Linked DNA regions of Gossypium hirsutum: region 1 is linked to region 2. Evidence: chromatin contacts called from public Hi-C data. All regions are on one chromosome and are shown on one strand. Each heading gives the region's core, a stretch centred on a gene start, on an enhancer-like site or on the middle of the called end of the contact. The rest is flanking DNA. Distances are from core to core; before and after follow the strand shown. Region 1 has its middle 18 kb from the start of LOC121210955. Region 2 holds the start of LOC107946210 (palmitoyl-acyl carrier protein thioesterase, chloroplastic-like).

What was found. A called contact is a pair of places that touch in the nucleus more often than the background predicts.
Region 1: a contact with region 2 is called in a Hi-C map of fibers, with 3 times the contacts expected there. The contact joins the enhancer-like site here to the promoter of LOC107946210 in region 2. A contact is called at or near these places in 10 of 34 Hi-C or Micro-C datasets (anther, fibers, hypocotyl and 3 more).

The regions. Positions count from the first base shown.
Region 1 is chrA12:89,195,458-89,199,618 of Gossypium_hirsutum_v2.1, forward strand. No RefSeq gene overlaps it. Among protein-coding and RNA genes, the nearest start is that of LOC121210955, 18 kb to the right of the region's middle. Within about 2 kb of position 2,179, at least 2 of the 9 cell types and tissues checked have an H3K27ac peak or open chromatin away from gene starts, as enhancers often do. A contact at or near this core is called in fibers, where this site is marked.
Region 2 is chrA12:89,111,953-89,116,695 of Gossypium_hirsutum_v2.1, forward strand. LOC107946210 (palmitoyl-acyl carrier protein thioesterase, chloroplastic-like) reads right to left here and starts at 2,447. Exons shown (of 6, transcript XM_016880441.2): 1 at 1,458-2,447; 2 at 1,179-1,312; 3 at 898-1,011; 4 at 636-804; 5 at 499-567; 6 at 1-417. The coding sequence starts at 1,847. The coding sequence ends at 100.

The sequences.
Region 1 (4,161 bases), core at 929-3,428, 83 kb after region 2:
TGCAAGTTTGTATATTAGCCACATATTTTAGAATTATACACATGTTAGAATGCTTTGTATAGGTTTTAGATATATACTTGTATAAGACTTTTTGACATATTCATATTGTATTTTTTTTTGTTCGTAGGAGCATATAAAGGTGTATGGTCAAGTTATACTTAAGCATATACTTAGGGGAGCATCTTAACTTAAATTTTTCAATAAAAATACTTTGTACCTCATCGATCTTTATTGAAAAAAAGGTTAGTTTAAATATACATAGGGTTGAATCCAGGTATAGAAAAAATTAGGTTTAAATATATTAAAGGTTTGTATATTCTTTTAAAATTTAGAATTTAATCCATATACTTTAATTTTGGACATAAACCATTGTACTTTTTATTTAAAAGTCTTGATCCCTCCGTCTAATTTTGTTGTTAGTGGTTGTTATAAAAAGATAAAAAAAATAGTCTTCAATTTTTGCAGTTTTTTATCAATTTGATCATTACCTTTTAAAAGTAACTGGTTTTTTTTCCATATTATAAATAAAAAACATAAAAAATTAAAAATATATATTTTTAAAAAATCTAAAATTATGAAAAAAAGATATACGCTATTTAAAATGCAAAAAATAGAAAATGAAAGTTATCATTTTAAATATATATAAAAAATTTCGAAATTCAATGTTGTCTTAATTGGACTGAATCAGCTAACCAGACCGATTGGACAGAAAATCAGCTAGGATTTTGATCCAATGAGAAGTAAAAAAGATCAGTTGACCCGTGAGCTGATATGGACTAATTGAATTTCAAAATAACTTTTACCTCTCACCGAATCGATACCCCAATCAATTTTTGATCCAACCGATTCGATTGGCCGATTTAGTTTGGTTCAGGCAACATTGAATTTCAAAATTTTTATATATGTTTAAAATGATTTTTTATTTTCTATTTTTTGAATTTTAAATAGTTTCTGTTTTTTTTTTCATAGTTTTAGATTTTAAAAAATTATATTTCTTATAATTTTATGTTTTTTTTAATATGAAAAAATATTAATTTTTAAAAAAATTTAGGGTAAGGACCAAATTGATTAAAAACTATAAATAGTAAGGACAAAAAAGTTATATTACTTTTTTATAACTTATGATAAAAATTAGATGAAAAAACTGAAATATTTTAAGTAAAAAAGTAGAATGACTCAACGTTTGAAAATTACAAAAAATGATGTTGAGGATGGCTGAGTTAGGGTGAACATGTGTATTCGCAAATACAAATTAAACCGAACCACTAAACTCAGCAGTCCAATAACTAACAATTTATATGGCCCAAAATTCTAACATAACCACCTTCAGCTATCAAACATTATTTGAATACCAAAAACCCATGCAACTTCATTCCCACTTACAATTTTTTTATCCGCAATTAAAATTATCTGACCTTTTCTCTTTTTTATTTTAATTTCCAAATAATATTTGAAATTACTCCATGTTCAATTCAATAATTTTAACTTACCTTTTAAATTTGGATTATAATATAAAAAATTCATTAAAAATAATTCAATAATCATTTAAGCCCTCAATCTAAAACAATATCTAATTGAACCTTTAATCGAACTTAAGCCCTTGAATCGACATTTTCTATGAAAGCCCCTTAACATCGTTTACTTTACCATATGACACGTAATGGTTGTCCACATAGCAAAATTTAGTAATTTCTCTTTTTTTTAAAAAAATATAAAAAAAATTTAAAATTTTTTAGTTTTTTTAAAACAAAATATTAACCATAATATAAAATCATTTAACAATAAAAAATAGAATTTTTAAAAATTAAAATTTTTGTTATTAAAAGATCTAACCAAAGACACGTGTTTATGATAATCATCAACCAGCAACACACCATTGATTATTAAAAAAAACATATAACACGAAATGAAAATATTTTTTATTTGTCATCGAAAAAAACATGGTTTTTTTTTTCATCATTGTGTTGGACATTGAAACCCTAAAGGTGGAGTTTTACCACAGTGAATGAGGACCTGAAGGTCTATGGGATTATAATATTGATATTCAAAAGCTTGGCTTTGATCGTAGTACAAAGGCAAATTGCAGTGTCTAAATTCAATAGCCCTTGTAGGACAGGACAACATGTGCTTTCGCGCCGTTGGTGGTGGGAGGTGGCTTCACGATAGGAGGCGTTGGTAGGTTCACAATAGGTGGTGATGGTGGTGGTAGAATCGATGGTGTTGGTGGGTTCACAATTGGAAGTGATGGAGGTAGTAAAACCGATGGTGTTAGTGGGTTCACTATTGGTGGATTGGGGTATACTGGTGACTTTGGAGGCAATGTTGGTGGTGATTTGACCAGCGGTAGTGGATAGTAAGGTAGCTTGGGTGTATATGGCGGAGGCCACAACAGGTGACTTGGGTGTATAAAAATTCTAATTTTTTATATTTTTTATAATTTTAAAATTTCTATTTTTATTTTTAAATGATTTTCTATTATTTTTTATATTTAATATTTTTTCAGTTTTTTTAATAATTTTTTTAAAATTATCTTTTAAATTTTTTTTGCAAAGATTGAATTTTAAATTTTTTTATGATTTTTAACTTTTTTTTTAATTTAAGAGAATTTATTAAATTTTGCCATGTGGCAAAACTTTAATGTACCACGTGACAAAGTTAAAGGCATTTAAGGGCTTTCACAGAACGTGTCGACTTAAGGGCTTAATTAAATATTTAATTTTGATTAAGAGTTTAAATGGATATTATTTTCGATTGAAGGTTTAATTTATTCTTAAATTATTTTTAATATAAGTCTTTAAAATCTCTTTTATACAAATTAATAAATCTTTGGAGATTTTCTTTCATGGTTATGGTTTAGAATTTAAAATAAAAATTAACTAAAATTATAACTATGTTATAAACCATAGCTTATTTTATGTTTTTAACAATTATATTAATTACTTATAAAGCACATTAAAGTTATAACCTCGAATACGTTGCAAATGTTTAATATAAAATATATTTTTACCTTTTTGCTAGTGAACAAGAGTGGATGGGAAGGATGGATGCTATAAATGATCATATCCATATTAGGGTGTAGCAATTGTTTAATTATTTTTAACTGGCTGGTCACTCTGAAAAGTGTTTGGTACAATAATGTCAGTAGCGCAAACCTCCAATTGTACGTGGAAACATATTTGAGGTCTTCAAATAAAGGCAAATACATTAACTATTACTGACTCCCAAATCTCAGACTTACACATAAGCATTTCACCGATGATGTACAGTATGTACACTCTAATATACTGCTTTAACCCTTTATTGGTCACATCATCTACTAGCAAATGCTTCACCAATGTATTCAACTAAATAAACTTTACTCTCTATTGATATCATCCTCATCATCGATTGGATAATGCTCAATTAGCCTATTCATTTATGGATCTAAATCAAATTAAGCCACATCATTTGCAACAACTCTTTCTCTTGGAAAACTCATGATTAGGGTTATATCTTCAAAGGTGATTGTTATTTCATATAGGGAATATTTTTTTTTTTGCTTTATTCGAATTGATCTATTGTAAATACAATAAGAACAACATTTAAAAGTTCAAATTTACAGCATCCCATAATATAACATTTTCTACAATTAAAAACTGACGTTTGATATCAAGTCTAATACTCACCACCAAGCTTTAAACATGTCTCCACGATTTGTACCTGCTATCGCCAAGGTTGAGGCCATTTAATTTCCTTTCTTATCTTCCATCGAAAATACAACACTACCTACTTTCTTAATTTTCCTCTCAATATCTACAAATGTTGATTATAGTGACCATGGTCTCATCAACTTGTTTGCACACCAATTGAACATCACATTAGAACCAATTTCTACAAACAATAAGTCATTTATCTTACATTCTAAAGATATACATACTTCCAATGCTAACAGCACCACTCCTGCCTCTGCCGAATCAACATCATTTGTTGCAATAGGACCTGAAAATAGAGCTCTTGCAACACCCTCCATATCTCTCAAAACACCTCCACAACCTACACTATTTTCATTTGTTATCCCACATACATTGAACTTTAAACATACTTCCGGAGGAGGGCGCCATATCGATGAGGATGATCTAAATTTAATTGTGTCTATCCTGCACCTATTCAAACAAATCCACC
Region 2 (4,743 bases), core at 1,197-3,696:
CCTGGTGCCCTTTGCTTGATTAATTATTTCCCTCCTGGTATCTTTAATTAATAAATACTATTATTATTGTTATTATAATTGTAAGAGGATCCACAAGTGTTAAAGATCCGTACAAATCTTTCTATTCCACCTGGTCCGTCCTCTTACGATCTCTTCATTTTGAGTCTCCCCTGTGGTTTGGAGGAGATGTGTATATCCGCCGTACGTCAATGTGTTGATGTCCAGGGAGCCCAGGCGTCCATTTCCTCCCACCAACACCTTATTTGTAAGTAGATTCTGTTGCACTCCATTTGCGAAGCTTTCATCTTCATCTGGTTGGCAGAGTGATTGAACTACATCTGAACTCCCACATTCCCTTCTATATTCTAGTATAATACTAGATAGCTGATGACACTCCAAAAACTTGTCAGGGATTGTCTGCACCAATATATACAGTGATGAATATCAACTAGTTGATTTAAGGTAACTACAGTTAATATAAGATAGACTGTCTTTTACCTCCAGCATCCATCTTACATACTTCACATTATTTACATGCTGGTTCATGTCCAAATCACTCCTCTTTGGCTACAACATGATGAATATAGAGTTAGTCTCTCTCTGCTCACCTGTTGAAGCATAATTGTAAATTGTACCTTCAAGTCAGAGTTCACATGTTTTGCTTTATCATCCAACTTGACAATTTTGTCGGGAACAGCTTCGTTGATTGCTTGTTTCTGTATAAACCAAGGAGAAATTTCATCTCTCACTTCATCCGGCATCTTTGAGAGTCGCCGTGTTTGCTCGTTCATCATTACCCAAGTGCTGTTTCATCATGCATGCTTGCATGTTTTATTTATAAACACACAAATTAAGGAAGGGATGGTAACTTTGGCTGCAAACATACAAGTATAATACCTAGTGGCACGTGCGTAAGTGCTGCCGGTGGCTTGGCTCCTGATTACCCAGTCTCGCCTCATCCCATTCTTCCCTGATGCTCCAACCCACGTGTCGATTTCGATTACCTCTCCCCTGAGCCAAGTACAATTGTAGTGCTTATGTAAGTACTCTAGTCTGTAAAATGTTGGCCAGGGCAGGAAGAGCTAGATGGGGTATAATTTAATTGAGATTAATTATTATTTTATTATCATCAGAAACGCTTTAGTACGAGTGCATTATTTTATGATGAAAAGGCTGACCATATGGGATAGTGATCGACTTGGACGTGCATTCTTGAGACCACCCAAATGAGATTGTTCCTCATCATTCCATGTGTGGCCCCAAATCCGTTGCTTAGAAGTCCAGACATCCACACATGATTTAATGCTGTTTCCTACATAACAGTAGTATTTATTTCTGAATATTAAAAATTAATTAATTCCCAAGCCTTATAATGTGATTGAAAAGGAGTTTGGTTGAAAGAGCAAAGAAGCATATATATTTATATATATATGCATACAATTAGATTAATTAATCACCTGGAAAAGGTTGAGGAGGCTTTCCAATGTAGCAGTTTTATCAGGGCCAACTTCGTAAGAGCGGACGACTACCGTCTGTCTATACCCAACTCCCCTTTCAGTGATGAGGCCTTGACGGTATGGATCAACCAGCTGCTTCTGCCTCGGAATTCTCTGCCGAATCTTCTCTTCGCTTATGTGCCCGTTTTCAAGGAATTGGATAGCACTGAGTGAAGTGGAACCTTCTTTTACACCAACTTCATTCAATAATGTATGATGCTTAATGGGCCTCCTTGTACAACTACTCCCATTAACGTTGATATTCACTCTGTAATCTCCATGGTTTTGAATATTACCATTCGAACTGGAACAACTGATGGAAAAGGAGACTGGGCAAGAGAAAGTAAACATTGCTTATTTTTGTCTGCCCTAGGTGTAAAAAAAGTTTGGAACAGAGTAGGTGCCATTGAAATATTTTATAGCAATTTCTTGGCGGACCTTTTCAAGACAGATTCCCGGCATATAGAGAACAAAGCGTAAGGAGCTTTGTTATAGTAATTCTCAGTACAAAGAGAAGACACCCATTTGTCTTATTTTGTGTATGTCTGATGAGATGAGTTCCAACAAATTTAACACCCGCTGCATCATCCTAGGATCCATCACGAATGCTTGGAATGACATTCTTCTATTATATTTATGGTCTTTTCGAATAGGCCATATTTGTTGTTCTAAAATTTGTCAGGTTCCAATGAAGAATCTCATGTATATGCCATATTGCAAATTAGACGAAGAAACAAACAAGAAGTTGCACAAGCCTCTACTCTGATAGAGGTACACAAATTAAGGGGGTGTTCTTCACCATCCTATTGATACAATGTTAAGAGTCTTTCTTGGGAAGCATTAGATCCTGATTCTCAACAATTACCATTGTCTTCCCTAAGTTTGACACAGAAGAAAAACGTTGCCAATTGTATGTATGGAACTTGTGAGAATATTCGGTGTTGTACTCTTAATGATTTGTAAACCTCATTTAATGTGTAAATAAGATTTTCGGATTAAAATTTTTTTATGAACCGAAGAGAAATAAAGAGAGTAGAGAATAAATAACAAAGAAAAATGCGGAGCAAAAGAAAAAAAAAATATTTTATTGATTAATAGGGGAGTTTTATAATGCTTTTTCAAAGTCTATATTTATAGAAATAAGAAGTATAAATGAAATAAAATTACTTCTAATGACTATTAGAGTCCCAAGAATATCAAATTTATTTTGATTTTGATGGAGATCCTTTTACTAATAAAATATTCATTACATTCCCTCTTGGATCTCCATTGGTAGATAATGTTCCTCATTAATACTTTACTAAGATAAAACCTGTGGGGAAAAAATTCCTAATGGAGGAAAAGAGTACACATATCTATCTATGATATGTATAACATGTTACTTTATTAAAAACCTTACCAAGAAAATCCAATGACACAAGGTCAATTAAGGGAAAAATAGTACAACACCTATTTTCTCCCTCTATTGACAACATCATATGATATCTGTAACACCTCTAACTTGTATCCGTCACCGGAATAGGGTTACGGAGTATTAGCGGAAAAATAGAATATTAAACCATTCAAATCATATATTAATACAAACATAATCAAATTTCACTCAAATAGATTCATAATGTCCCTTAATCGAACCTTCAAGGCCCTAAAAATACTTTGAAAATAGTTTAGGACTAAATTAGAAACATTTGAAAATTTTTGAAAAAATTTGAAAAATTTAAACTGTAGGGGTCACATGGCTGAGACACACACTCGTGTCTCAGGCCGTGTGTACATTCGAAATAGGGACACACGGCCATGTCCCAGCCCGTGTAACTCACTGACTTGGGTCACACGGCCAAGCCACACGCCCGTGTGCCAAGTTGTGTACCCTTCGAAATGACCTCACATGCTTGTGTGCCAGGCTATGTGCTAGGTCCTGTAATAGCTTGACTTGTATGCATTGAACCTACAGGGGACACACGACCGTGTCGTATGGCCATGTGTCACATGTGGCTGAGACACACGTCCGTGTCTCAGGCCGTGGGGCCTCAAAATGAACCTTAAAATACAAGTTCACCATTTCAAGATTTCTTAGACCTCAAGAAACTCAAATACCAATTAAAATACCAATCCAAAATGACAATAATCAAGCCATAAACATGTCAAACCAACCTAAATAGTGTCTAACCAATGTACCCTCAATGGTACCACAAGTATATAACATTTTCACAACAAAATAAACATCAATTCAATTAATCAACTCTTTCAAACAATACCCAATCAATATACCTAACAAAGTTACCACAATCACTACAATTCAAATACATATATATATCACACATACTAGCATCACAGTTATACCTCATTCTCATACCAATATGCAAGTTGGTTATATATACAAAATATCATTCATAATATTTACATAAGCCAAACATTGACCAAAACCGCACAAAAGCCTATACATGCTATATAATCTGAATTAAATGTTTCAAAAACTATCGAGATAAACTGGATAGTGTGACTTGAGTGCCGATCCGATCGTCTAACCTTCCAAAAATCTACAATGACATTAAATAACACAAGTAAGCTTAATGAAGCTTAGTAAGTTCGACGAGTTAAACAAAAAACTTACAGAACTAACTATAATAAATCAAACAATAAAAATCATCCAAGAGAACTCATTGTCATTCATAATTTCAATCGATAAATGCATCCGTATTCAAATAAATACAAAAATAAATAACATGTCTTTCAAATTCATTAAATAAATTACCTTACTGAGATTTTCCATTGGAAGAATGACTTACGGGTAAGAGTACATCGTCAAAAGAAGCTTATAAGAGCTGGTCCTCCCGAATACGCCAACAGAAGCTCGAAAGCTGAATAGAAGCTCGTAAGAGTTGAACAGAAGCTTGTAAGAGCTAATCCACCTGAATTACACCAAATAGAAAGTATAACGCGAGAGTTCGCAACAAATGTTGAACCTCGGTTTACTTGGGTAAAATGCCGATATCTTCCTCCAATACCATCTCCACTCCAAACCTCCGTCATACACCAAATCACGACTGTACTCAAATCCCGCGTTCAATTCAAACTGAATATCCAATTTGATATTATAATTCAAACAATAATTCATTTCCAACAATAGAATATATCATAATATCAATCACCAATTATTAAAAATGTTAAATTTTAACCGTACGAACTTACCTGGACTGAATTGTAGTAATTGCAGAAGTTCAAGGACTATTCTGCTATTTTTCCTTTT